Regions from separate parts of the Mus musculus genome. Here regions 1, 3 and 4 are each linked to region 2. The links are chromatin contacts, called in public ChIA-PET and Hi-C maps. All regions are on one chromosome and are shown on one strand. The core of a region is the stretch at or near the end of the contact, and the rest is flanking DNA. Distances in the headings are between cores, read along the strand shown. Region 1 has its middle 26 kb from the start of Gm3521. Region 2 overlaps Rbm47 (RNA binding motif protein 47). Region 3 holds the start of Rhoh (ras homolog family member H). Region 4 overlaps Rhoh (ras homolog family member H).

Evidence for each region. A called contact is a pair of places that touch in the nucleus more often than the background predicts. ChIA-PET counts read pairs in DNA pulled down with a chosen protein or histone mark.
Region 1: a Hi-C map of CD8 T cells shows a contact between it and region 2, with 2.5 times the contacts expected there. The contact joins two enhancer-like sites. A contact is called at or near these places in 8 of 484 Hi-C or Micro-C datasets (CD4 T cells, CD8 T cells, the G1E-ER4 cell line and 4 more), 3 of 115 datasets of contacts at active chromatin or transcription factors (effector CD8 T cells, large pre-B cells and memory CD8 T cells) and 2 of 9 other capture datasets (adipose tissue and pancreatic islet).
Region 3: an RNA polymerase II ChIA-PET map of memory CD8 T cells shows a contact between it and region 2, with 104 read pairs. The contact joins the promoter of Rhoh here to the enhancer-like site in region 2. A contact is called at or near these places in 4 of 39 promoter capture datasets (the C10 cell line, HPC-7-derived erythroid cells and pre-B cells), 4 of 484 Hi-C or Micro-C datasets (the HPC-7 cell line, Th1 cells, double positive thymocytes and 1 more), 4 of 115 datasets of contacts at active chromatin or transcription factors (bone marrow-derived macrophages, effector CD8 T cells, memory CD8 T cells and 1 more) and 1 of 9 other capture datasets (adipose tissue).
Region 4: a contact with region 2 is called in an RNA polymerase II ChIA-PET map of effector CD8 T cells, with 34 read pairs. The contact joins two enhancer-like sites. A contact is called at or near these places in 2 of 484 Hi-C or Micro-C datasets (LSK cells and double positive thymocytes) and 3 of 115 datasets of contacts at active chromatin or transcription factors (bone marrow-derived macrophages, effector CD8 T cells and microglia).

Annotation. Positions count from the first base shown.
Region 1 is chr5:65,828,700-65,835,224 of GRCm38.p6, forward strand. It overlaps a transcript of N4bp2 not described here. Among named protein-coding and RNA genes, the nearest start is that of Gm3521, 26 kb to the right of the region's middle. Within about 2 kb of position 3,677, at least 35 of the 459 cell types and tissues checked have an H3K27ac peak or open chromatin away from gene starts, as enhancers often do. A contact at or near this core is called in CD8 T cells and the G1E-ER4 cell line, where this site is marked.
Region 2 is chr5:66,071,049-66,077,683 of GRCm38.p6, forward strand. All of the region lies in intron 3 of Rbm47 (RNA binding motif protein 47), which reads right to left. Among named protein-coding and RNA genes, the nearest start is that of Gm40310, 64 kb to the left of the region's middle. Within about 2 kb of position 4,218, at least 159 of the 459 cell types and tissues checked have an H3K27ac peak or open chromatin away from gene starts, as enhancers often do. A contact at or near this core is called in CD8 T cells, the G1E-ER4 cell line, the HPC-7 cell line and 9 more, where this site is marked.
Region 3 is chr5:65,861,458-65,867,945 of GRCm38.p6, forward strand. It overlaps Rhoh (ras homolog family member H), which reads left to right and starts at 2,127. Exons shown (of 3, transcript NM_001081105.2): 1 at 2,127-2,424.
Region 4 is chr5:65,877,972-65,884,566 of GRCm38.p6, forward strand. All of the region lies in intron 1 of Rhoh (ras homolog family member H), which reads left to right. Among named protein-coding and RNA genes, the nearest start is that of Rhoh, 18 kb to the left of the region's middle. Within about 2 kb of position 4,745, at least 45 of the 459 cell types and tissues checked have an H3K27ac peak or open chromatin away from gene starts, as enhancers often do. A contact at or near this core is called in bone marrow-derived macrophages, effector CD8 T cells and microglia, where this site is marked.

The DNA.
Region 1 (6,525 bases), core at 2,427-4,926, 240 kb before region 2:
TCATTGAAGCAGTTACAATTATAAAAGATCATTTTCTGAACTTTCACTTACTGATCTCTAAATCTTGTGTCCTAGCCAGAGGTAGAGATACTTTGTCAATCAAAGATTTTTCTTTTGATCACTTCTGAATTTTGTATGTCTATTTTGTATGTCAGAGGTAAAGATGGTTTAGAGATGACCCAGGTTAGAAGAGCTCTTTGTAAACCAAGTATTTTAAAACATTTTAAAGGTATAGTATTTCTTCCCCAAAACTTGGAAGAGCTTAGTAGCAGTTATATACATTTAAAATCTGTTACTGGAGACAGGAAACAGAAAATTGTTAGGAATCACATGGCAGTCAGTGTGAGGGCCAGGCCTCACAGCCATTTTCAGTCTTTTTGCTTATCCCGTGAAACAGTTGGAGCTTGCTTTCTGACATTTATTAGCTGTTGATCTATTGGTGTTATTTTTGAGTTGAAGTTTTCTTCTGTTTGTTAGTATTTCCATACTGCTTCTATACTGTGACATTTTAGGTATCACCCATATTATATAGTGGAAGCTGTGACTGAATGGTGTGCATTAAAACAGATTTGAGAAGCAACAGCTTCCAGTTCTTTGCGGTGGTTTCCTGTCCTTTGTTTTGGTCTTTTTCTTTATAAATTCAAGTGTTCTGTTTGCTTTAGAAGGGCATGTGTAAGGACATGTTAGTTAGTTCTGAGCTGGCAGTTGGAAACTTTTGAAACTCAAGAAATTGCTCTGACAATGTTTTAACTGCTTTCAATTAAGAAAATGTAAGAAATGGACAAAAATAATGTGTGCTGTTTTTTCTGAGTGCTTTACCATTGTGCAATGAGGTGACACTGATGATGTCCTGTGCTGTGCTTAAGTGTCGCTTATTTTTAAATACTTGTAAAGAAAACAGACTTAAATGTCTGCGTGGCCAAAACCAAGTGCCATTTAAAAGCAAAAGTAAGTTGATGTAGAATGTATGTTAATGGTGCTGATTTTTAAAGTGTGATTTAAGTTTACAGTATTACTTGATGCCTCCTTACAGAAGCGAATAGAGAAACGAGGCTCGAACACACCTGTGTCCTGAAGCCTTCGTAACCTCAGTTAGATGATGCCGGAGTTCATTCACTGTCCTCACATTTGAGCTTGACTTCCGTGGTCAGGTGATGAACCTGCTTTGTTGAATTCCCCCTCTGTCTCATTAAAGTGCCACATTGCAGCTAGCAGTTGAAGAATAGACTATAAGATTTTCAGATGGTATATCAGAAACAAAATGTTTTTATTTGTACTATAAAAATGTGATTTTTTTGCTGTCAACTCTGTACTTTTTTATTGAAAATGTTTATAACGTTGCTTTTAAAATTTCTTATGAAACCATTTACAAATTACACAATTAATTTAATAAAATGCTTTCATCACAGTCCAGTGTGAAGAAATCCTTTGTTTGATGTGGTCGGTTTAGTGGCTTAAATATTTAAAGATGTGTCTTTGTGATTCTCTGGGAACAGTGTCATAAAATCTACACTTCTGGACAACCGTGCCAGCTTGTGTTGCTTATGCAAGTGGGTTCACTTTTGGACAAGAAAGGTGGGCTAGCTTCTCTCTTCACACCCTTGCATCTTTTGACTGACAATCAAAATTTGGAGTTATTTGTTCTCATTAGGAACACAAACAATTCTCTAACAGCTTCATTCAGCTCAAAAAAAAAAAAAAAGAATAAGTTATCGAAGATGTTAGCATACTTATTCAACAAATATTTACTGAGCACTTATTACTGAAAATACAGTGTAATATAGTTTCTACTCACAGTTGTCTTATAGTCTCAGCAATTAATATGTGTATAGTGATTCATATTGCCTAATACTTTCATATATGCCTACATGTGGGTCTCTAGGGGATCTTCTTACATAGATGGTGCTTCCCCAGTTCAATGGATAGAGACATAAGGACTACAGAAGTTTACTGACTTGCCAGTTAGTGGCAGAGGCACAACACCAACCGAGACTATCTGATTCCTAGTGTGTAACAGCTGCATATGTCCTTAGAGAGAGACACGAGCTTGATGTGCTGGTGCAGAGACAGGAGGATCTCTTGAGTTTGAGGCTAGCCTGGTCTATATAGTAAGTTCCAGAACAGCTATATATAGTCAGACCCTATCTCAAATAAGAATATAAAAAGTAAAAGAAAAAAAAAAAAAAGAAAAGAGGGGAGGGGTGGCTGGTTAACATGTCTGAAAATCTCTCATTTATGGAGTTGCCTTTGTCCTGTATCCAGAGAAAGCCAGTATTTTGGAGAGATGAGTAACCAAGTATTTTGGATAAGACATAACAATGGCTTATTTCTCTCTTGATACTAAATGCCAGAGGTAAAGATCTAGGACTGGTGTGAGCTCTCTGATCCATGACTGTTTTGAAGAATTTAAGGTCCTTTTAATTTTTTGTCATTTTATTGAAAGGATGGGAGGGTGGCAGTGGGCAGGTGCCAGCGCTTTGAAAGGTGCTTTTTGGAAGCTCTGTAGTACATTTCAATTTTCATTTTATTAGCCAGAATGTAGTCATGAGGTCACGTGCACCTACATCAAGTCTGGGAAGTATCTGGTTCAGACTGCCTATATTTAGCTAAGGTTTGAGTATCCTCTTGAAAGAAAGAATAGCTATCACTCTCTGCCTTGTCATTTTTACCATGATATATGTACAGATAAGTAGAAATTAGTGCTTGATGCATTCCTTTATCAGGTGATTGATAACTTCCAAATACTAAAGAGTAATAAGGATAACCCACAATGTTATGCATTTTGATTTTAAGCATTCAAGTAATCTTAGCAATGGCTGAGGAAATTGATTCCGGGTTCATCATTTGACTGCTAACAGGATCACTTTTGACAACTTAGTGGTAGCACCTGGGTGTAGCCTGTAGACTATTCCTGGTGATACTGCCTAGCTAACCCATTGGCATGTTACTTTATGCCTCCTCTTTTAACTATATCATGTCAAAAAGCTCAATATTTGGTGCGTGTGATTTGCAACAAGTAAAACAGGCTAAGAGCTAGGTTTCCTTCTGTATCTGAGGACTCCGAGCCTGCTTATGAAGAAGGAACTGGGGAGAGGAGGTCACGGTTTTAGATGGTGGGGGAGCTTAACCACGGCTCTCCTGCTACAAATGTGTAACTGAATGAGGGAAAGATGGAAGCATTTAGAAGTCTTTGTCTTTATGTGCGTTAACTTGCCTTTGCTGGGATCTGGCGCTGTCCCTGGGGCCACACTTGTCACAATTTCTTTCACTAGTTTTAATAGCTGAAGAGATATTAGCTCTTAATATCACTGAAGTTTCACAGTATAAGCATATTCATTACGTAAGGGTGGAGAAATGACAGTGAGTGTAACCCATCAGTGGCCTGTCTCCGTCAGATGCAGGAAGCTGCAGGCTGTAAAGTGAGGTGGAGCGGGGTGGTAGTGAGGCCCCTTATCTAAAGGGTACTGGGAAGTGGTGCTGAGGATATTTTCTTTCCCATGACATCAGATAAATACTCTTTTAAACAAGAAGCAGTGAGACATGTCTAAGACAGCCACGCTTCTTTTGAACACCTTGCCTTGAGGCCTGTAGCTTGCATTCTCATTGTATCAGTGGTATAACAAAGGAAGTTGTGTCAGGAGTGACGTGTACTGTAGTGGACACAATTTTCCGAGAGTTGAGAAATCTAGGGTATCCTCTAAAGAAAATGAAAGTATTACTGTGGGAGCCAGTCCTACTTCACCACAAGGGGAAGCCTTGTGGCCTTCATTAGGGAAGGAGCTACGTGACCTGCCAGAGCTCGGTCAGAGCTCCTTGGAGGATGCTAATCTATCTAGTCACGCTCCTGGAATTGTTACATCTGCCTTTTCTATTTAATGTGAGATATGAGCGTGTTTTGTACATACTTGGACTGACCCACTGGGGGAATTGGGAAAGCTACAAATTCTGAATGAAATCATTAACACTCTAAAAACATGGTATAATTAGCAAGTAGGTAGAAGGTGCTGCCAAGGCCAGGTGGAAATGCCCTTTGCCAAAGGTACCTCAGAAAACAACTGAAAGCCCAGAAAACTTGGTACTTATAAGAGACTAATAAGAGACCTCTAAATTAGCACCCTGAAGGACACTTTGTCCTTGAAGGGATGAGAATAGGTCAGATAACTAGTTTCCCCACCCCAGGAGCTGGCAAGGACCATTGCCACTGGTTAATCTTTGGTTTTCACAGATGAACAGCTGAAAGTCACATACCCACCCCATAGTGGTCAAAAAGCAGCAACCCCCCTCAACCCCCCTCAACCCCTCACATCTTTCAAGATAGGAACTGCATTTAAGTGTTCCCAAACTAGTCACGCCATTGTTAGCTGCCTGGCTGAGGCTAACGCAGAGCTCAGAAAACTCACTTGCATCTTGGAGAATGAAGCCTTTATACCCAGCAATGTTTAGGAATTTTGGAAGACTGAAGTATGAACTAGGTCAAGCAGACTATCGGGCACAGTCACCAAAATATAGAGTGGGAAGTGAACAAGATAGGTTTTTTTTTGTTTTTGTTTTTTAAAACACACACACACATTGTAGCTATGTTCAGACACTCCAGAAGAGGGCGTCTGATCACTTTATAGATGGTTTGTGAGCCATCTATAAAAGTGATGGGAATTGAACTCAGGACCTCTGGAAGAACAGTCAGTGTTCCTAACTGCTGAGCCATCTCTCCAGCCCAGATGGTTTCTTCAAAACCAGTTGCAGAGAAGAACACCGATGAAGGGAGGACTTAGACATAAAGGCTGAAATATGTTAGCCAGTTGCCTCTTTCTGTGGGTTCTGGCTCAGCAAAGCAAAATGTACTACAATAAACGGTACTTTAGCAGTGTGAGCACTGAGTGGGTAGTGGTCATGCTGAACTCTTAAGGTTTGCTGCTTTACAAAGTGCATGCTAGAAATGACACGGTAGAGATTTACTTGAAAATAGGTGGTGGGGGATGCACTAATATAGCTCAGGATCTACGTGGATTCAAGCATGGATTGGCAGTCAGGAGGGTCAATAATTTGGAGTTTGGATGGTATGGGGGAGATCTTGCCTCAAAACCAAAATCCGTTTGGATGTAAGTTAGTAACTGTTGAAGATGGGCTGAATATTGAATACCTACTTTTGAATACACTTAAAACTGTATAGACAGTTTTTGGTTGTGGTAGGATTTTTGGTTTGTTCTCTCTTATGAGACATGATCACGTGAGGAGGCCTAGACTAAAGTTCTTCTCATTTCTGCCTTCCATATGTAGGAACTGCAGATGTGCCACTGTGTCCAACTGAAAACGTTTTTCCTTTCCTTTCCTTTCCTTTCCTTTCTCTTTCTCTTTCTCTTTCTCTTTCTCTTTCTCTTTCTCTTTCTCTTTCTCTTTCTCTTTCTCTTTCTCTTTCTCTTTCTCTTTCTCTTTCTCTTTCTCTCTCTCTCTCTCTCTCTCTCTTTCTCTTTCTCTTTCTCTTTCTCTTTCTCTTTTTCTTCTTTTTCTTGTCAGTGGGTTATTTAAAGAAGTGGAGGGTAGGTAGGCTTGTGTCTGGAATGAGTTCTTGCAGAATTAACCTGCCTAGTAGCTACTACCGTGGCTAGATTTGAAGGTGAGGCACCAGGAAGGAAGCTACCACCACAGATGTTTCTAGCTTACCCTGAGTACATATCAGAAAAGGTTTGCAGAAAACGGAGACATCTCTGCTACGTGATTTCTCAGCAGAGTAAGCAATAGCAACAGAGGTGCCCTGGACCTTACTACTTCCAGACCTCAGCAAGGCCGATTTTCCGTAGAGAGCTTCATCTGCAGGCATGGTCTGGGAAGCAAGTTTTGCAGCCCTGCAGCACAGCAAGCTCATTAGAAGTGGAGCAGGAGAAGGTGACGTCCATATCTGCTACACTGGGGAGAAGAGATAGATACACTGGGGGCAGTTGTGTGCCTCGTCCCAGCTACTTAGGGATCTTGGGGAAACACTTGTCCGCTAGTTTAAGCATAGTCTCTGCAGCATGACAAGCCCCCGACAAACCCGATGTTTGGCTTGTAGCCGTTACTTTTCCTGCTGCTGTGATAAAGCAAGCTAGGGAAGAAGGGGCTTTATTTTGGCTCACAGTCTGAAGGTGCAGCTCATCACAGCGGGGTGTGTGTGTGTGTGTGTGTGTGTGTGTGTGTGTGTACTCCGGTCGAGTCAGCCTGTCAGGCAGGGATGCCTAAAAGCTGCTCATGAGGCAAAAAGAGTTTCAAGAAAGCTCTTCTCCTAGAGTCTGACATTATCTTAATTCTCCATTCCCGCGTTAGTCTAGAGTATAGATCCACGTGCTCTCTTTCAGTATTTTCCTATTATAAGTGCCTTTTAAGATTAAATTCTAACATAGCTAAAGCCTTCCGCCAGTGTTCCTACAGTCCTAGAATGTCCTTAAGCTAGACAGTGACATTCAAAATAGCCTCTGGTATTACACTATCAGTAAAAGCCAAGTCGCTCCCATATACAAAAATTTACAATGGTTTAGAAAGTAGATCGGG
Region 2 (6,635 bases), core at 2,968-5,467:
ACACACACACACACACACACACTCATCTGGGAGTTGTTGGGAGACAAGTTCCTTGATCTCAAGCAGATTGAAAGTTAAGTTTCTTGATTTTACAAAGGAGCTTGGACATCTAGAAACTCTAGAAAGAGGTGGAACCAGGGAACTTTGAAAACTGCACACCTGTGATCCATCTTGTGATGGATAGGAATTCAGGTGTTCAGATTCTCTAAAGATGGTCTTTGATTTCACATTGTCCTTAGAACATACCCCCCAGGGGCTGGCGAGATGGCTCAGTGGGTAAAAGCACCTGACTGCTCTTCCAAAGGTCCCGAGTTCAAATCCCAGCAACCACATGGTGGCTCACAACCATCCGTAACGAGATCTGACTCCCTCTTCTGGAGTGTCTGAAGACAGCTACAGTGTACTTACATATAATAAATAAATAAATCGTAAAAAAAAAAAAAAAAGAACACACCCCATAATAAATTCTCGGGTCGAGCACTGGCAGTCTTTTCTCACTTAATTTCATATTTTTTTGTTTTATTTTTATCTGTGTGCACCACTTTCCTGCCTGGTGTCCACAGAGGTCAAAAGTGGGTGTCAAGATACCTCTAACCTGGTTTTCATCTGCCATATGGGTGCTGGGATTAAACCAGGATTCTTTGTTCTTAGCTGTTGAAGCCATCTCTCCCTCCAGCCCCCATTTTTAAGGTTTCGACACTCACTGCCTCACGTCCACTGTCCATACAGAGTCCACATGTGCAAGGTGGCAAGACATAGAGAAAAAAAACCAAACAAACTGAACTCATCTGCGGTGGGAAATAGGTTACTTGTGGCAAGTTCCTCCCTTCAGTTGTAACCCACATGTTTTCCTTAGCGAATTAAGACTGTTAACACTCCCTCCTCTGCTTCGCTCCCTCCAATTTTGCGATAAGGTCTTGGCAGAAATCAAACTGGGTGGGAAGTCAAATTGGGCGGGGCGTGGTGGTACAAGCCAGTGCTTGGGCAGAAGAGGTGGGCAGGTTTCTCTGGGTTGGAGGTTAGCCTGATCTACAAAGAGAGTCTAGACCACCCAGGACTCCATGGTGAGATCTTGTCTCAAAATAAAACAAAACTGACAGAAACAAACAAATCAAACCCATAACAAATTAATAGGATTAGATTACTAAATGAGTTGTTTTGAAAATCTTCCCCCACCCAAAATATTGAGATTCATTTAACTGGTACACATTTCACTCAAATCCTTAATCTTCTTAAAGATTGATTTATTTTTATTTTCTGTGTCTGTGTGGGTGCCTATGAATATCATTTGTGTGCCTATTATCCACAGATGGCAGAATATCATTAGATCCCCTGAAACAAAGACTTGTGAGCCACCATGTAGGTGGTGGGAATCGAACCTGGGTCCTTTGTTAAGAGCAATCAGTGTTCTTTATCTCTCTAAACCCACTGATCACAATTTTTATATGACTGATTCAAAAATAGATCGTTTTTTGAATTGTCAACAGTAAATTCTTTACCAAAGACTCTGATTAGGAACGAGCAATGAGTGCTTATTTCTAAATGAAAACTGTGAAAATGAAAACAGTTCTCTAAAAATGATTTCTGTTTTTGTATTTAAGAATAAAATAAGGGCTGGTGAGATGACTCAGCGGGTAAGAGCACTGACTGCTCTTCCGAAGGTCCTGAGTTCAAATCCCAGCAACCACATGGTGGCTCACAACCACCCATAATGAGATCTGGCCACCCTCTTCTGGTACGCCTGAAGTCAGCTATAGTGAACTTATGTGTAATAATAAATAAATCTTTTTTAAAAAATGAAATAAAATTTCCTCCCTTTCCCCTGTCTTTCTCTCTTGTCTGTTTTCTTGAGGCAGAGTCTCACTTTTTAGCCCAAGCTAGCCTTGATCTTATAGTAACCACTTCTGTATCCCAAGCGCTAGGATTAGAGGCATGAAGCCAAAGCCTGGCTAAAACTCTATTTTTAAACGATACTGCACTTCTGGGTGTGGTGACACACACCTTTATTTCCAACACTCAGGAGGCAGAAGCAGGTGGATCTGTGAGTTGAGAGGTAAGCCTGGGCTACATAGATAGTGAGACCCCGTCTAAAGGGAAGAGGGTGAGAAAAATATGTCCCACTACCATTCATAAGCCAGCATCTCCAAATATCTAATTTCTCTAATAAAAATACACTTTCCAAATCTGTTTCCTACTTAAAACAAGACAAATCTCTTTATTTTTTCCTACGGCACAAACAAGAGTGCTCCTGAGAAGTGTAGCCAGCACACCAGCTCAGAGAGCAGGCAAGAATGGAATAGAGGGTTCTCTAAATCACACGGAAGTCCAGGTGAATCGGGTCCCTCACCCAGGTATGTGTTCCTTCAACAGCATCCACTCCCTGCCCGTTTCTACATTCAGATTCTTATGCAGCACAAACAGTCCTTACCACTCAAGAAGTGGGATGCTAGTCCCAAGAGGACATCCTTGGGCCTGCTGTCTTCGTGAGGGGCTATTTATTGCTTTCTTAGAGTAACGTATCAAATAGCAGCAGAAAATGTAGTCAAGCTGCTCTAATTTTCTTAACAAATAATGAAAGATAAACAACTCCATAACCCTAACACTGGGGAGGCTAAGGATTGTGAGTTTGGAGCCATCCTGGGCTATATCTATAAGTTAGTTCTTGAGTTACAGAGCGAGGGAGATTCTGTATTAAACAACGAAACCATGAGCAAGCAGGTGTTTCCTATGTTCTTACAGTAAAAAGTCATTGCTGGAGGAGAAGCAGAATGAGATCTTTGTTTGGTTTCTTCCAGAGTTTGCATACGCAGCGAGCGGACACAGAGAGGACAGTCGTTTAAACAATGATCGATTTAAACCCATTGGGGTTTCACAATCCTTAAATGAGGGGAAGCTGCACGGGACACGGTTCAGTCTCTTGAACTCCTCAGCAGGTAGGAGTCCAGGTTCATTTGTGGTACAAAGTTCCGTTTAGGAATCCTGCTGGAAAGGAAGGCCAGCAGAAATAGGCCAGTGCGCTCTGACACACCAAACAGTGCCTCAGCAATGATGCTCAAAACCCACCTGGGGTTGGCATACCTAGCGGCAAACACACAGGCCACTGTGCTAGCAGGGAAAGGGCCCAGCTGCTAATTAGCTCTTTCAATATGAAATCCAGAGTAGGGACGCAGGAGGCCATCCTTGGGGTGATGGCTGTTAGACCCTATGGACATCCAAGGTATCTGTCTGGTTGCCTGAAAGCTTGGAAAGCATTCTGGGCACCCCTTGATTTGGGTACCCCTTGATTTCACTTCTCTTGTTCTCCCAGGCAGGAGAACAACGGCCCACAGAGCCACGTCAGTAACAATCTGGATGCACCTCCGCAGTTTCCTTTGCCAAGAATACTGAGAGCAAAAGAACTCTTCTTGGCAATCAGGTGTGGTAGTGTACACCTGCAATGCCAGCTTTCAGAGGCAGAAAGAGGTGGGATTGTCACAAGTTCAAGGTCAGCCTCAATTACATAGGCAGCCAGAGATATGTAGCAAAAGCTTGTCTCAGAATAACAAAACAAGGGGCCGGAGAGATGGCTCAACAATAAGTGCGTTGGCCGCTGGCTCTAAGGGCTCTTACAGAGTCTGTGTTCATCATCTCTACTGCAGTTCACAACCATCTGTCACTTCAGTTCCAGAGACTCTGATGGCCTCTCTCTGGCCTCCTTGGGTACCAAGCATAAACGTAGTGCACAGAAATTCATGCAGGCAAAACAATCATGCCTATGAATAAATAAATCTTTAAAACAAAACAAGGCATGACAGGTTTGTAAAATGCTGCTGAACTTCCGTGAGCTTAAGTGTTCACCTCCAGCACCCATGTTCAAGGTGGAGTAGATTTGTAATCCTTCTGCTGGAGAAGTAGAGACAGGAGGATTCCCGGGGCTCATAGCTCTACAAAGCCTAGCATTTTCAGCAAAGACCCAGAAGCCCTGTATGGTGGTTTGAATTAAAAACGCGCCGGTAGGTTCCTGTGTTGGAACACTCACTTCCTAGTTGGCAGCCCTGTCTCAAGAAGACTGTGAAACTTTAAAGAGGAAGTGTGTCACTGTGGGGTGAGCTTTGAGGTTGCCCCCTAGATTGTCCCTCTGATCTGTTTATATGAGTGTTTTGCCTGGATATGTAGGCATACCATGAGAGCACCTAGTGTCTGTAGAGAATGGAAAGGGTGCCGGATCCCCCGGAACTGGGGCTGTACACACTTAACTGCTGTATGGTGCAAAGTCCCCTGCAAGAACAGCATGTGCTCTTAAGTACTCTTCAGCCTGGCTTTGAGGTTTTATAGCCGGGCCCCACTTCCTGTCCTTTTACTCTGCTTCCTGTATGAGGAACACGAGCAGGCAGCTTCCTGCTTCTGCCTCCATAAATGCCTGTTGCCATACCTTCTCCACACAGGCACATGCGTGAGCGATCGTGTACACACACACACACACACACACACACACACATCTCTGTGTGCTTGAGAGTCATCTGACCAATTTTCTGCCCAAGGAAGCCACCTCTATTCCAGGGTTCCCCGCAAAGAGGTCCCTGCCAAGCCTACCAAGCAGGCCCACTGACCTCCTAGCCCCTAACCCTGGTTTTCCTTCGGCTCTGAAAGTTAAAGGCTAAGTTAAAAATCGAATCTAACCCACATCTATGTCTAGTTACAAAGACAACATCTATCCATCAGGGGGCATGGTGTGGATAAAAGTCAAGACTTAGGAGGAAAAGAAATTGTTTAAGGCCCCTTGCATTGAGCTCCACTGTGATGAAGATAGGGGAAAGGCAGGGCTTTCTTCAGACCTGTGGCAGGCAGCTGACAGGGTGAACATGGCAAATATATGGCTTTATGCAGATCATCCGACTGCTCCGAGCCTTGGTTCCCTTCAGTGAGAAGGGTGAAGGATTCCGAGCTAGCAGAGTTGTGTGGGGGCTAGGGGTGAACCCCTAACGCACTTGGTGCAGTGTCTCACACATGGAAGGCACACCATGAAGTCTGTGTTCTGAGAGGCCCCCGTAGACCAAAGGTAATGCTGACACAGGTCACCACACACTGTGCGGGTGGCAGGAGTGGGGCCAGAGAGAGAAGAGCTGGGTCCACGGAGGCGGAAAGTCCACACGTCAGCTCTTCTCCTAGCCAGATAGGTGGTCATATCGTTTATTTCAACGTTCTCATTTAACATCGCAAGACTAAAGCTAATGGTAGACATGGAGTTTATTTGAGAAAGGAGTTTTTTAAAAGATGTGTTGAATTATAAATTGTGTTTACAGGTGTGTTGGGGGTGTGGGGGTTGCACCAGTGTCAAGGTGCCTACGGAGGCCAGAAGAGGATGCCCTGGAGCTGGCACTACAGGTTGTGGTGAGCACCCATGAAAGGGTACCAACTAAACTCGGGAAAAGAACCACTGACCAATCTCTCCAGGCCAAGAAAGTGGGGGGGTGGGGGTGGGTTCTTTTCTTTTTTCTTTTCTTTTTAACTGTACAATTACAAGATGTTGCCGCTGTGGTTGTCCATAAAGTTAAAGATATTCAAGGCCAGCTGGTGATTTTTTTTTTTAAAGTAGTGTCCTATGAAAGGCTCTCTACCAGTAGTGAGGAAAACGAACTCTGACTGCACAGAAAGCAGGAACCCTTGCTCTTTCTAGAAGCGATGTGAGATATTCAGTTGAGACACTCTCAGGGTAGTTTCACGGATGCCCCTGGGGAGAGAGTGGACCATGCAGCCATCGGGCCTCACTGACAAGATCTCACACACACAGCTCCGTCACACACCAAGGCCAAGTTTAGAACAGAGTCCCTCTCATTCACAGCTAGGAGGAAGTACTGTGAAGACACACGCTGTCTTTTATTATTCCGAGAAGGGACCTTCTGGACAAGACGTGCAGCTTTTTTCCCCAGAACGTTCCTTTCCCTGAACTCCTCTTCCCAAGGTGTCCCCTTGAGCCTGAGCCCCGTTGTAAGGACTTCCTCTGGTTCTATTTAAAACAGGGACCTTTGACTCCCAGGAAATCAGTAACTCAGCCTTAATTCACTTAGCTCTCTTACGATGACAGTTATTCTTTATCCAAGCATAGCAAAGCTTGAACTTAGGAAAAAACTTGAAGGCTGCTGAATACGGGGCTGAGAATCTCTGTAGTTAGTGAGGAAGAATCAGTTTCGAGCAAGGGCTGGTGACATGACTCAGTCAACCCTGAGATCAAGTCCTTGGACCCCTGTGGAGGAAGAAGTGAACCTATTCAAATTGCCCTCTGAGCTTTACACACACAGGTGCTGGGGCATGTGTCTGCCCCCCCCCCCCCCCCGAAATAAATGAATACAGTAAAAAAAAAAAATCTCAAAGAAAAAAATCATAAGTAAAACAAACAAGTTAGAGCCCAGAAAGTCTTATCTTCAAAACAGATGAATTACAAAAGAGAGAAAGCTCAAGCCAATGGCTGGCTTTCTAACAGAGGATCGCCTCTTCCCGGTACTCTGTAAGGCTGACTGGGGCTGGGGTGTACAGCTCAGAAGCCGTCCCTTGCCAAGCACGAAGGAAGCCCTGATTCAACTGTTAGCACTGAAACGAGTGAGGGAGAGACTCTTAGGAAATCGCGGTGGCAGAGCCCCAACAGCCTTCTCTAGAAC
Region 3 (6,488 bases), core at 877-3,376, 210 kb before region 2:
AGGAGCCAGAGGACCACCATCCCCAGCTCGGTAACTAGTGTCGCTTATTTGTTCCTGTGTTTGGGGAACAGCCTCCCTCTGTAGCCCAGGCTGGCCTTGAATTCTTGGTGAACGCTGGGATTACAGTATTGAGCACATGTTTACCCAGTAGTGCTTTGTTTTCTATGTCTTTTTTTCTGCTTCGTATTGCCTGCCAGAACACTTAGAGCCACAAGGGCACAAGCTTTCCTTTTGAACCCAACCCTTGTTTGATTTTTTTTTTTCACTTTTTCTTGACCTCATCTCAACACACATATATTTCTCTATTTAAACTTAAAACACAAGTCTCATAAACCAGACTGGCCTGGAAATGCTCTGTGTATCCCCAAGATGGCCTCAAGTTCCTAGTCCTTTGACTTCACCCTCCTGAGAGATTTCTTGTTTTTTTTTTTTTAAACTCATTTCATCTGGCAGAGGTGTTGGTGTTTGTAGCAGTTGCCCTCACCCTTAGAAACACAAACTCAGAGGCAAAGAAATTATTTGTGCTTTGCCTACCTAATAATATTCCAGTGGTAATCAAGCTTCCCACAAGGAATTTTCTGGAGAGAGACTAAGTTCCTACTTTACTAGTAAATTGCTACGGGGGGGGGGGGGGCTCATAGAGGCTTCTATGTGTCTATTTGTAAGCCTGATGTTGTCTCCTTTCTTCTGTCCATACCACGCTTCAAGTACATTGACCTATCACCCTCCCCTTTCTTTCTCCCTCTCCCTCCCCCTCTCCCCTCCCCTCTCCCCCTCTCCCCTCCCCTCTCCCCCTCTCCCCCTCCCCTCTCTCCCCCTCCCCCTCTCCCCCTCTCCCTCTCCCTCTCCCTCTCTCTGACAGGGTTTCTCTGTGTAGCCCTGACTGTCCTGGAACTCACTCTGTAGACCAGAACTCAGAGATTTGCCTGCCTCTGCCTCCAGAGTGCTGGGATTAGAGACGTGCCATTTAATCCCATTTAAAGTACCTAAGGCCTGGCTAATCCAATCTCATGTCTGCCTTAAGGTCTTTCTGCTGTTTGCCTACTTGGCACTCCGATATTTTGAGCAAGTTACCATCCTGGTCAGTAGCATTTATAGTGATTCAAGACTTAGGGTGGCGGGGCATGGGAAGGGGAGGGGGAGGGGAGGGGGGAGGGTGTTAATACTTCAGGAGAGTCAAATGGCTGGTTTAGGCAGTTTGACCATGGGGTTACATTGTGGCAGATGGTCTCTACACCTGGCTGGCACAGCGAGGAGGGACAAGTACAGTTGTGTTTTTAGTCAAATAATGAAACTCAGAGGGGTCAGAAAACAGCACAGGGTCTAGTACCTCCCGGCCCAGGTGCTGCTCTGTGGCGGTTACTTGACTTTTGCTATGCCCTTCATTTTTAAATTGTTACTAATACTGGCAGCACAACTCATTATTAATAAGGCAGAGTGATCCAGAGAACCCACCGACTGTCTCCTGCTGGGCTGGTGGTGAACTCCGTGTACAGCTGAGTTTTTTTTTTTTTTTTTACAGAGACTCTCTGTGAAGCTCTGGATGTTCTAGAATTCTCTATGTAGACCAGGCTGGCCTTGAACTCAAAGAACTCCACCTGCTTTTTGCCTCTTGAGCGCTGGAATTAAAGGCAGGTGCCATCATACCTGGGAAACCTGGAACTTCTGATCCTTCTGAACATTGGGATAACAGGTGTGTGCCAGGAACTATGGCTTTTATTCAGTACGGGGCACAAACACAGGGCCAGGCAAGTACGCTACCCATAGGCTCCATTCTCAGCCCGGAAGTTAAGTTCTTAGTTAAGTGCTTTTACTTAAGCTTAAGTTAACCGAGACCAGCCAGGACAGTGAAACCGATTTTCCTCTCTTGTTTCATTTCCTGAAAGAATCATCCCAGTTTCACCCCCTTTCCTTCCCTCAACAGGAGGGAATGGAGAGAGAGAAACGATCCAGAAAGGATAAAACGGTAATCAAACAGAAATCCAGCCGTGCAGCAAAAGCCCTATTTGGCCTCTTGCTTGGGTAGGTTTCACAGGCTCATGGAGGGAAACAAACGCACATGCGCACAGGCCCCTAAACCCACACAGGCGAAACCCCTTTGTGGAGAAGCCAGCCACAGGAAACTCACTTCGGCACAGGAACTTGCTAATCGCTTTTGTCACTTTCGGAGTGTTCCTCTGCCTCGGTCACCTCCGACACTGAGGCCCACCACCTTGGGCTGGACTCTGCCAGTCCGGTGTTGCAGCTTTTCCAACAGTGACTCATTGGGAGCCTTGGGGAAGAGAGAGAGAGAGAGAGGTAGACCTCAGGAGGGACTCTCAGCAGTAATAGATTTGAGCTACGTTAGCTTTTACATGGCGTGGAGAGCTACTTAGACTTCCGGAGTCAGTCATTTTGGTGATGAGACTTGGCATTCTACCCCAGGTAAGACTTTTGCCTCTTTAAAAATGTTTTTTCGGTGTCTCAGGAATCTCTGTGATTTTGTTAAGATTTTTTTCTTCTTCTTTAGGCTGAACATTGTAATGACCTTTTTTAATTTGTTGCAAAGTGTAGACTAAACTCAGAGATGGGGGTGTGTTCGGCCGTCTACCCCAACTCTAGAGTCTTAACAAGACACACTTTGGTTTTCTTTCTATTTTGCTTTGTTTTTGTTTTGAGATGAGGTCTTGGATAGCCTGGGCTGGCTGATGTGAAGTCAAAGATGGCCTTGAATTCCTGACCCTTCTGCTTCCACCTCCCAGGTGCAGGAGTTACAGGCATGTGCCACTGAGTCTTAGTTTCTAAGGTATTCCCATATGTTCTTGGGGCTGTGTCAGAGCTTGCTTGTGTGGGGACTTTAGACTTCATGCAGCAGTGTTTGATGAAGGAAATCTAAGGGCCCTCCAGCATCCACAGAGAGCAGCTTTAAAGTTATCTAGCTATGTAGAAAAAAAAAATCGAAATAAAAACCATATCCCAGAATTCCTATCTAGCTATTCTCAATCCCAATGGCCCCTTTCTGTACATTTCTAGATTAAATTTAGTTTCTCAGCAGGTTTCATGCTGTGCACTGCCAATAGATTGGCTGGGCTGTAACATCCACAGCAACAAAAGCTTGGGGGAAAATCACCGGTTTTAGGTGCTTCACTAAATTAAAGTTGTGACAGATGGGTTCAAGCGACCGGATCTAAGATGGTGCTGTGCATGAGAGAAGAGAAATATAAGGAAACCCGTCCTTCGGTGGACCTTCAAGTCTAGTAGTTACAGCGAAAGATACAGGTTAGGAAACAGTTGAAGAAGAAGCTGGGTCACAGAAGCTTTAACAGCTGTAGGGTTTCGAGAAGGGTTCTGGGAGTGAGCTGGAGTGCTCAGAAGGAAGGATGCTTATAAAGGATGGGGGCTTAGCAGGAAGCCTTAGGAAGGATGGGGGCTTAGCAGATGGAGAAGGGGAAGGTTGTTGTAGACTTGGAGGGCCATGTGGACTTTCCATAAAGAGGAGACTGACTGGCCTAGAGACTGGCCCAGTGGTTTACCCTCTGCCGGATCAGGGTTAGAAAGACAGGGTGTGGGCCAGCTGGAGAGATGAATGAGAAGAGACTACATTCTGTAGTTTTAAACCTTCTTTTAGCCATTTGTAGAGGGACTCGGCCAGTTTTGCATCCTTGGGCCACCTTCTGAGTGCTTAGGACTGTTTTGTGATACCCCTTGGGCCTCTAGCAGTGTTCCTTAGTCCATTGTGGATGCAGAGAAAGGCCTGGGGTGGGGGTCGGGGGGAACCTCTGTGTCTGTTTTCCTATTTAAAGACTTTCAATCATCTGTCTTTCTTCTGGGGAGGTTGACTAGGTGGATAAGCAAGTCTCTGACCTTGAAGAGCTTCTCTTTCAAAGAGAGTGAGCCCTTTGGGCCATATAACAGTTGTTTCCACGGACATTCCCTTAGAGAGATAGCATGTTATAGTGATTCCTGGACCATGAAAACTGGAATCTAAAACCATGGCAAATGAGCAAGAACCTGGAGTCCAGGGGCCCATGTTGAAGCTTGGCTCTGTTATTTCTGGGCCATGGGAACGTCAGACAAGTCACTGAAATTCTTCAATGTTCCTTTTTGTGTTGTTATTATAAGAGACCTTTAAATAACAGTAGCAATAACTGAAAATTACTCCCCCCAAAGGCTGCAGTTGAGATAAAATATACAAAGTGCTTAATGTAGTGTCTAGCTTACAATAAACTCTCAAAGGTCAGCCCTTAGGACTTGTAAGGATTTGGCTATGGACAATGGGGGAAAAAAAAAGGGCGCTGAGCTGGCCCAGGGGCAAGCTTTCTACAAACTTACCTTTTTAAATACATTGTTCCTTTTAAGGGAAATTGGGGGTGACAGGTAAAGGGCTGGGAATGAACTATAGACCAAACACAGAGTTTAGATATTTTATAGTGTTCACATGTGAAGAAAAGAGAACAGATTTGAAAGCAATGTTTTAAGCCTTTCCATGCCAGCTCTTCCAGCTGGCTCTGAGCATCTGCAGTTGTTTGTGAGTGTCTGTCTGGAAGGGTGTCTGAAGGTAGTGGGCAGAATTACAGAGGTTCTTGGAACCCAGGACAGAGAAAGATGCTTATTTCTTGACCCCATTTAAGTCAAGCAATATTACTTCAGTATTTTAGTTGCAATGCTAGCATGATACAGCTGAGAATTCATCCCTGCTCCACAGTTGGAATACTTTTGACCGCGAGTTATTGAAGAAGTGGTTTGGGGTCTGGATGCTTAGGGCCATTGAAAACCTGGGTTCAAAGCTTCCTGCTTTCCCTTCCTCTAGATTGCAGGTTCATATGGATCAGAAAGCCTTTTTAGGAGTGCATTGTGTAGCTGGTATGCTAATTATGAAGCCGGTTCTCAATTATGTGTCAAAGTTGCGAGGCTCTGGCGAGAGATCTCGGGGCAGCAGCCAGAAAGTGGGCCATGAATGGGAATTGAGAGGCAGCATGGCAATATTAGACTGAGGTGATCAGTGAGAGAAGGAAGCCTTTGATGGAGGGGTGGGGATGGGGTACCAGAAGCACCTGGCCTCGGTCCTCACCTGCCCAGTCACCCCTGTGACTGCTTGAATGCTCTGAGCAATCTCTGGACAGTCTGCACTAGGAACTTTCACGCTGTTCTGAGATACGGATGACTGTTGTAAGGTTGACTAGTCTAGTTTTGGCTGGACACCAGAACCACATGGAGAACTTTATGTGTCTTACCATAGCCCTGGAAAGGGCATCCAGGAATCCGTGTGATTGAAAATACAAGCCCCAAAATGACATGGAACCAGTTTTTTTGCATAAGATGATCTGAGAGCCATTAAACGAAGCTTTCTCCTACCCCAACACCAAACACGTCCCCAAACACCAGCACGGTAAACAGTGCTGGGGTGCTCCTGACTGACCTCTCTGTGTTGTGATTGACATTTGTACACCGAAGAGGATTCTCCTTTGTCCTGAATTTATTCCTTGAGATGAGTTTCTGGGAGTGACATGACTGGATTAAGGGTATGAGCAGTTTTAGCTCAATCCTGTTTTCATAAAGGGCCTTCTCTAATACCTCTAGACCAGCGGTGCTCAACCCTCCTAACGCTGTGGCCCTTTCACACACTTCTGCATGTTGTGGTGACCCCCCAACCACAAAACTTTTTCGTTGCTACTTCATAACCCTAATTTTGCTACTGTTATGAATCGTAATGTAAATATCTGATATGGGACCCCCAAAGGGGTCATGACTCACAGGTTGAGAACCACTGCTAAAGTGTTGTATACATGTAGAGCGATACAGTATTATTCTGGGAGAGCTCAAAGGGAGAGATTTACTATCAAGGAGAAAGTGTCTGATCATTTCCCCCTCTTTCTATCCCTGTAGAATGGGGTGCTAGTGAGTCACTTGGGAAGAGATTTCCAGAGCATAACTGATGTGTGATGGCTTCTTCTAGTGTAAGCTGGGACCTTCTTATCTTGCCATTTGGTTTCTGGTAAAACTGAAGTCAGCAGTGGCTTCTTCCCCATTTCCTAGAAAAGAAAACCAAGGTCGAGTCTGGTGAGGTAACAGGCGCCAGGCTTCTCACTGTATCCCTGGTGAGGTAACAGGATGCGGGGTTCTCACTGTACCCCTGAGAGCTACAAGTTGTCATTCATTCAGTTTATTGTTGTAGCAACTGGGTAGTGTGTGTACATGACCTTATTCAGGGAAGTAGATGTGAAATAAATACATTCAGTGAGTTGGTGGTTAATCAAGTCCAAAGGGACATAGGATTGCCCTATCGTTTTTAAATGTTTTATTGGTTATTTGCATATAAGGCTGACAGAAATCCTCCTTTGTTGAACAGACAAGAATAAGGTGAATTTTCAGAACCTTTCATGAGAAGAAAAATTGCTTTTGGGAAGTGACAACTGAGACTCTTGCTGATGTGTGCTAGTTTGCAAGAGCAGACTGTAGTATTTGCAGAAGTTTCGGAAGCTGCTCAAGTTGCTGGCGCTGTTGATCTG
Region 4 (6,595 bases), core at 3,495-5,994, 190 kb before region 2:
AAGCCCAGCACTTGGAAGGCAGAGGCAGGCAGATATCTGAGTTTGAGGCCAGCCTGGTCTACAGAGTGAGTTCCAGGATAGCCAGGAACACACAGAGAAACACTGTCTCAAAGAACAAACAATCCTTCTAGGATATGTCAAGTCCCCCCAGCCCTTGACGTTTTGGAGACAGTTTAAAGGTCAGTTGTGACTGGTTTGCTATAGGGGTACTCAAATGGGGAGTGTTCAGAAATGGAATCGGGAAGCGGTCTCCTGGTGCCCCATTCTTGTGTATTTATTTGCATGGTTCACGTGGGTAATTTTTTTCTTCCAGTGAGATTGGCTTTGAGGAGAGCATGGGACCAGAAGTACAGTGGACTGTGAAAAAGACTTGACCTTCTACCTCATTAATGGAGGGCCACCTAGGCAGGAGGTACCTTCTCGTAAGGTGGTCCCCTCCTGGATACTTGATGCAACCTCTTTTTCTCCTCCTCTTTGGGGTATCTGATTAGATTCTGGTCTGTAATCCTTAAAAAAAACCGAGGGGCCCAGAATATTCTGCTCTGTGCACAAAATAGCAGTGATAAGGCAGCCAAGGAGACCCTGGAATTCATCCAGGAGAGGACACATAAAGAAGGAAGATGATAACAGGCTTTCATGTGATGGAGAGAGGAAGCCCCTGAATCATGTGCCTCGTGGGGCACAGAGGAGGGAAAGGACTCTGCCTGCTCAAGATGAACCCCAGATAGCAGGGATGCTTTGGACCTTGTTTCTGAAAAATGCCATGTGTGGTTCTCACTGCTCTAGTACCTGAACACAAATACACACACACACACACACACGCACGCACGCACGCACGCACACACACGCGCGCACGCATGCACGAACGCAAACGCACACGCACACGCACAAGCATGCGCACGCACACACATACCCTCATTTAACTTGGACCAAGTTAGAAATGAAACAGAAGATCCCATTGAAAAGTTTTTAGGTGTACTCTTTGGGTAAGACTTATTCATACAAAACAGCAACAACAACAACAACAACAAAGTCTCTGAAATAAATAAGCCCATCATGGGATATGCTTGGGAGGGCCTGGAGCAATATGTTCCAGGGCATAGTGTACTGTAGCATCCTGATCAGAGGTGATAAGAGGCAAGAATTCCACGTGGTTCCTAAGAGCAGTGACTGCTCTTAGCAGTGCAGCCCTGTGTTTCTCTGTTGGGATAGTCTCTCTTCTAGTTCCTCTGTGTTAGAAGCCTGAGTGCACAAAACACAGAATACTGGGGAGACTGCTTGATTCGTCACTGTAGCAATATTGCATTAATGCAAATTATTGAATATCCTCAGTGGATATGGGGTGAATGGGTAGGGTGGCATTTTTTTGTAATGTCTGTAGTCTGTCTGTTACTATAATAAAATACCTGAGGTTAGGTAAGGCTGCCCGCTTTCTCTCAAACTGAAGCATGGATAATTGGGAAGGTTCTCCTTACATAGCAGGAGTCTCAGAAATGGGGGATCAGGACATCACTAATTTGAACAGCAAAGCCACCTCTCTTCAACTTTTGTCACTCCTGCTTTCAGTGGCAGCACATATACTGGTATGATTTTTAAATGATTTTGTGTGCTCTGTATTGCCTTCGAAAAGTTATTTGCCTGGATTTTCCAGCGGACGGGGCAGTGCTGAAGAGGATGGGAGATGGTCATGTCCCTGTGGTCACGTCCCTGGGCTTGTCCAAAGCCATTTTTCTAGCCCATCCCACCCTGACTCAAGTCTCCTGTGCCATACTTCCTTGAAAGTGACTGTCCAGCTGGGCGAGGTGGCAAGTGTCTTTAATGCCTGCAGAAGAGGAAGGAGGGCAGCATAGTCAAGGATACCAAGGTGGGGAAAGGTAGGAGGGTTTGGGGATAGCCAGTCAATGCTGTAGACACAGACCAGAAGAGACTGGAATGCAGAGAGAAGGCACCTGCAATGCTAAATCAGGCCAGGAATCTCCTGTGTCACCCCCAGTCTCTGCTTCAGACACTATCTCCACCCACCTATGCATGCTTTCCCTTATGCTAGCCTGAACTAAGGGCTATGTCCTCTGTTTGGACAAGGTCCACTCTCCTCTTGTCCTTTCTACTCCAGGATCTAGTTCAAATGGTACCCTCAGGATCTCACACATTAACATTTTCTTCGTTACCTTCTGTCCCCATTAGACCAAGTTTAGGTTAAAGTCAATTAAAGGTAGATGGTTCTAATTTTTCAGACTTCTGTGAATGTTTAAGTTAATGTTAATAGAGCATTATATATGTATAAGCAATACATTAAGCCATTAAAAGAAGAAAAGAAGAGCCCTACACAGAGGTGCCCCAGTGTCTTTATGGGTGCTATAACTTCGTGTCTCAGTCTCTTGACCTTTTCAGCTGAGCATCAGGGAGACATTTAATTGCATAGCTGTGGACTATATCTGTGATGCAATCCATATAAAAAGGACTTGTGTCTGTGTTCCAAAGGAAGGTATAAAACTTAAGACAGCGTCAGGATCTCGTGTTCTCACCTGACTCTTCTCTTACTTAGAGGATTTAAGGATCAGGCAATTTAAGGTTTGGCAGCCATGCACCTATCAGATTTGCTCTCCAGAGGGGCAAGGGTAAGGTGAGGTAAGGACCTCCAGCAGGCTGCAGTGGCCACTTACTGATGAGAGCAAGGGCTTTTACCTACGTATGTCTTTTGCTCTGCCTGGCTCAGCGTTCTTTTGGACAAGGGAAGTTGGCTCTCATTAGGGCCACTGGGTTGTATCTACACATTTAGTTTTATATGAATGGGAAGGAAGAATCCTTTACCAAGCCAAGAACTTGCTTCTGCGTGTATAGTGTTTACTGCTGGGCAGTGCACAAAGAGTGATTTGACTTTCTCCGTGTGTGTGTGTGTGTGTGTGTGTGTGTGTGTGTGTGTGTGTGTGTGTGTGTGCCTGCCCTGTGACAGTCTATTGTGTGGTTATGGCATTGTTAGTCTAATCACTCCCTCTTCATGGACCATTCACTTTAGTGTACTTATTTATTGTGTTGCTGTTACAAGAGCTGCAGCAATGGACATTATCACCTGCCTCTACTACATGCGTGAATATTCCAGCACAGTGTGTTCAGAGAATGGAGCTGCTGGTTAGAAGGTGTTTGCATTTAAACTTTTGGTAGATATAGAAAAAGTGGGGTGAACAAGGTAATAAGGTAGAGAGTCCTCTTGGCTGATCACTGTGCTCTGGCAGTGATGAAGTCAGACTGAGTTCTTTTCTTTCTTGCTCCTCTCTTCTCTTTTCTCCTTTATCTCTTGACTCCCCCCCCCCCCACACACACACATACACACACTCCCTTCCTCCCTCCCTCCCTCCCTCCCTCCCTCCCCCCTGCCCCCTCCCACCCCCCTTCCCTTTCATTTCTTTTCCTTCCTCTTTACTGAGGTAAGGTCTTGCTATGTAGCCTAGTTCATAAGTACTAGACCAGGCAGGTCCCAAACTCATGTCAATCCTCCTGCCTCAGACTCTCAAGTGTTGGCATTACGGATGGGTGCCACCATGCCTGTCTGAGTAAGTTCTTTATAGTGTGTGCAGATTCAGAATTCCCTGATGAGAACAGGGCAGCCGTAGTGACAAAGAAGCAGATCTAGAGTTACCTGAGTCCTTGTCTTCCAGAGGACCTCTTGAAATTTTGTATTTTAATTAATTCTGACTGATAAGTGTTCCACCCCTGTCTCCTCGGATGCTAGTGGCCACCAGCCTGAGAGGACAAAGCGAACAGGGTTTGGAAGGCTGAGTGTGGCAGAGTGACCTCCAGAGACATTGCAACGAAGTGAGTCTACTTTATTGTTTCAGAAATAGGGTGTGTAAAGGGTCAGTTAGGGGTGTGGGTGGAAAGGGCCAATTGGACATAGCTTCAATCAAACAGGAAGGGATGGTTGGCTATGATACAGCAGCTAATTATCATGCGGGTGGGAAGCAGGCCGTGTTTGCTGGGCTATACAGCATTGTAGAGAGCTTTGTACAAGGTCACTTCTCAGCCAAAGCCCAGTCAAGGCCAGCCACCTGTGTTCAGGGACACTCTCCAGACAAAGACAGGTAGAGACAGGGAAGAGAGGAAGTTGAGGGAGGAAGCCCCCCCATTTTACACCGAGCTCAGAAAGCCATCCAGTCATGGGGGGACTGACAACTTAATAACAGGCTCTCCAACAGGGAAGAACAAGTCTTAGTGCATATATAAACTATGTTACTGAATGTAAGTAAGATTTTGGGACTGAAGTGTATCTTATAACTTAGTGGCAATGAGATTGAATCAAGAGCATGGTTGTTCTTAGAAACAGCTTTGTCACATGGAGGAGTGTTCAGCCCTGTCTAATACACATCCACTGAGTTTTGTCCAACAACATTTATCAAAAACAACAGATCTTTTGTTTTTGTTGTTTCTCTCTACCGGGGATTGAACCCAGGGCCTTATGCTGGCAAGAGGTTATATTAGTGAGCCCCCACTGCTGCCAACAACAACAACAACAACAACAACAAGAAAAAAGAACAGAAAAGAAATCTGTTTTGTGTTTGGTGTTTGGAATAAGGAAGAAATCACTCACACACTGCAGAATGTCATTTTGTTATTTCCTCTCCACACTGCCGTTATTTTTTATCTTAGTCTTATTAAGGTTATAGGGGTAGGCAGGCCTAACCCAAGAGAGAACAGGAAACTGGAGGGGACAGAGAGACTGATGTTGGTCTCCTCAGCTCACTGCTGGTGTCTAGACCCCAGCGGTCTACCTCACTAGCGTGTCATCTTGGGCAATGCTCATTACATCTCTGTGTCTTATTTACTGTCCCCTTTGTAAACTGCAGGGACAGTGGAGCTGACAGCAGGGTACAGTTGCCATCAAATGAGGCAGTTTTTGTAAAGCGCTTAAAACAGCGTCTGGCAAGTGCTGGTGTTTTATAATTCTTTGCCAAAGGTCGAGCATTCAGCTTGGTGTGGGATAATAGCATCCTCTCAGATGACTCAGAAGTCATGTAGGCTCCCAGTTATCCTGCATGCTTTGTGGCCCCAGTTCTGTGACTCACCTAAGGTTATGTTATTGATCAGCAGGTTATGTTATTGATCAGCTGAAGAGCCTCCGCACCTGGGTCCTCCACAGATTCCTGATGTTAGATGTTCTCACTAACCAAAATCACGGCTCTCTTCTCAGGGCGAAGAGGCCCGCCTTCTTCATCATTTAAATATGCCAAGAGTTAAGAGTTTATCCTAATTCTAAAGGACTTATGGTAACGATTACCTGAAAAAGAAATGATCTGTCTAAAAAGTATGTCAACAAGAAAGAGAATAGCTGTTTGGAGAAATAATTTCATATTAGAATTGGGAGCAACTTTCTGAGTGAAAAAGGTCACTTTTGTGAGGTAGAATCTTTCCCCTGGAGAGATGCGGGGGACTTGGTTAATTTAGAATGAATGATTTGGAGGCATTAGCTAGCTTTATGAGCTCTGTGCTTAAATATGAAAGAAAAGTCAGGGAGCATTTGAAACATGCCCAGCCGATGGAAAATGTGCTGACTCAGCAGGTTCCATTCTGGGTGTGGAAGTCGGTCGCAGCTGAGCTGCTTTCTGTAACTCTTGGCTTCCTTGTGGGGGAAGTGAGTGGGTTGACGCTGATGACCTTTTGGTCCTTTCAACACACTGAATTTGTTTCCACAGTGGGGGGACTTGTTACCCTACAGACTAGAGGTTGTTCAGTATGAGGGAGCACCAGTAATCAGGGGAATTTCCATATGGGCACACCATATGTATTAAACAAATATTGGCAATGCATTTAATCAAGAAAAGAGTTAATATCCTCCCATCCCTAAGAAGAATTTTTAAAAGTCTTTAAGAAACGATGACCATCTCGTTTGGCTGGGAAAAGCTGAAGACTTAGGAAATTTTAAAAAGGGCCTGGATATAGTTGGCTCACATTTCACTGAGACACAAAGCAGGTTGGACTGGAATCACAAGGTTTTTATTTTAGTATCCTTAACCGGGGTGGTGGCTTCCACCTGGAGGGGACATGCTCTGAGCTCCTGCCTGTTTGTCTCAGTCACTTGTCACCTGATGTCCCAACAGCATTCCTCCAAACACTTTACGAAGTCATTAGAGCAGTCAGGCAGTGTAACACAGGCCTGTAAGCACAGTACTTGGGAGGCCGAGACAGGAGGATTGTGGGCTTAAGGCAAATTATTATTGGTGATGCTTACAATAAAAGACCCCGCTGTTTAAAACCTTACAACTTATTATTTTTTTAATCTATTTGTTGGGGACAGGAAGTCACTGCATATGCTACGCTAGGTTGTGTGTGTGTAGAGGCCTCAGGACATCTTATGGGAGTGAGTTCTCTCCTCTGGACATGTGGATTCCCGGATCAAACTCAGGTTGTCAGACTTGATGGCAGATGTCTTCACCCACGAAGCCACCTCACCAATCTGTTTTTAAAATAATGTTTAATTTAAAATTTTTGAATTAAACACAAAAACAGAAAGGAAACTTACATTCTTTCACATATCCAACACTCAACTTCGATATGTCTTCAGTTGTTTAAAAATCTTTCTTTATTCCATGTGTACTGATGC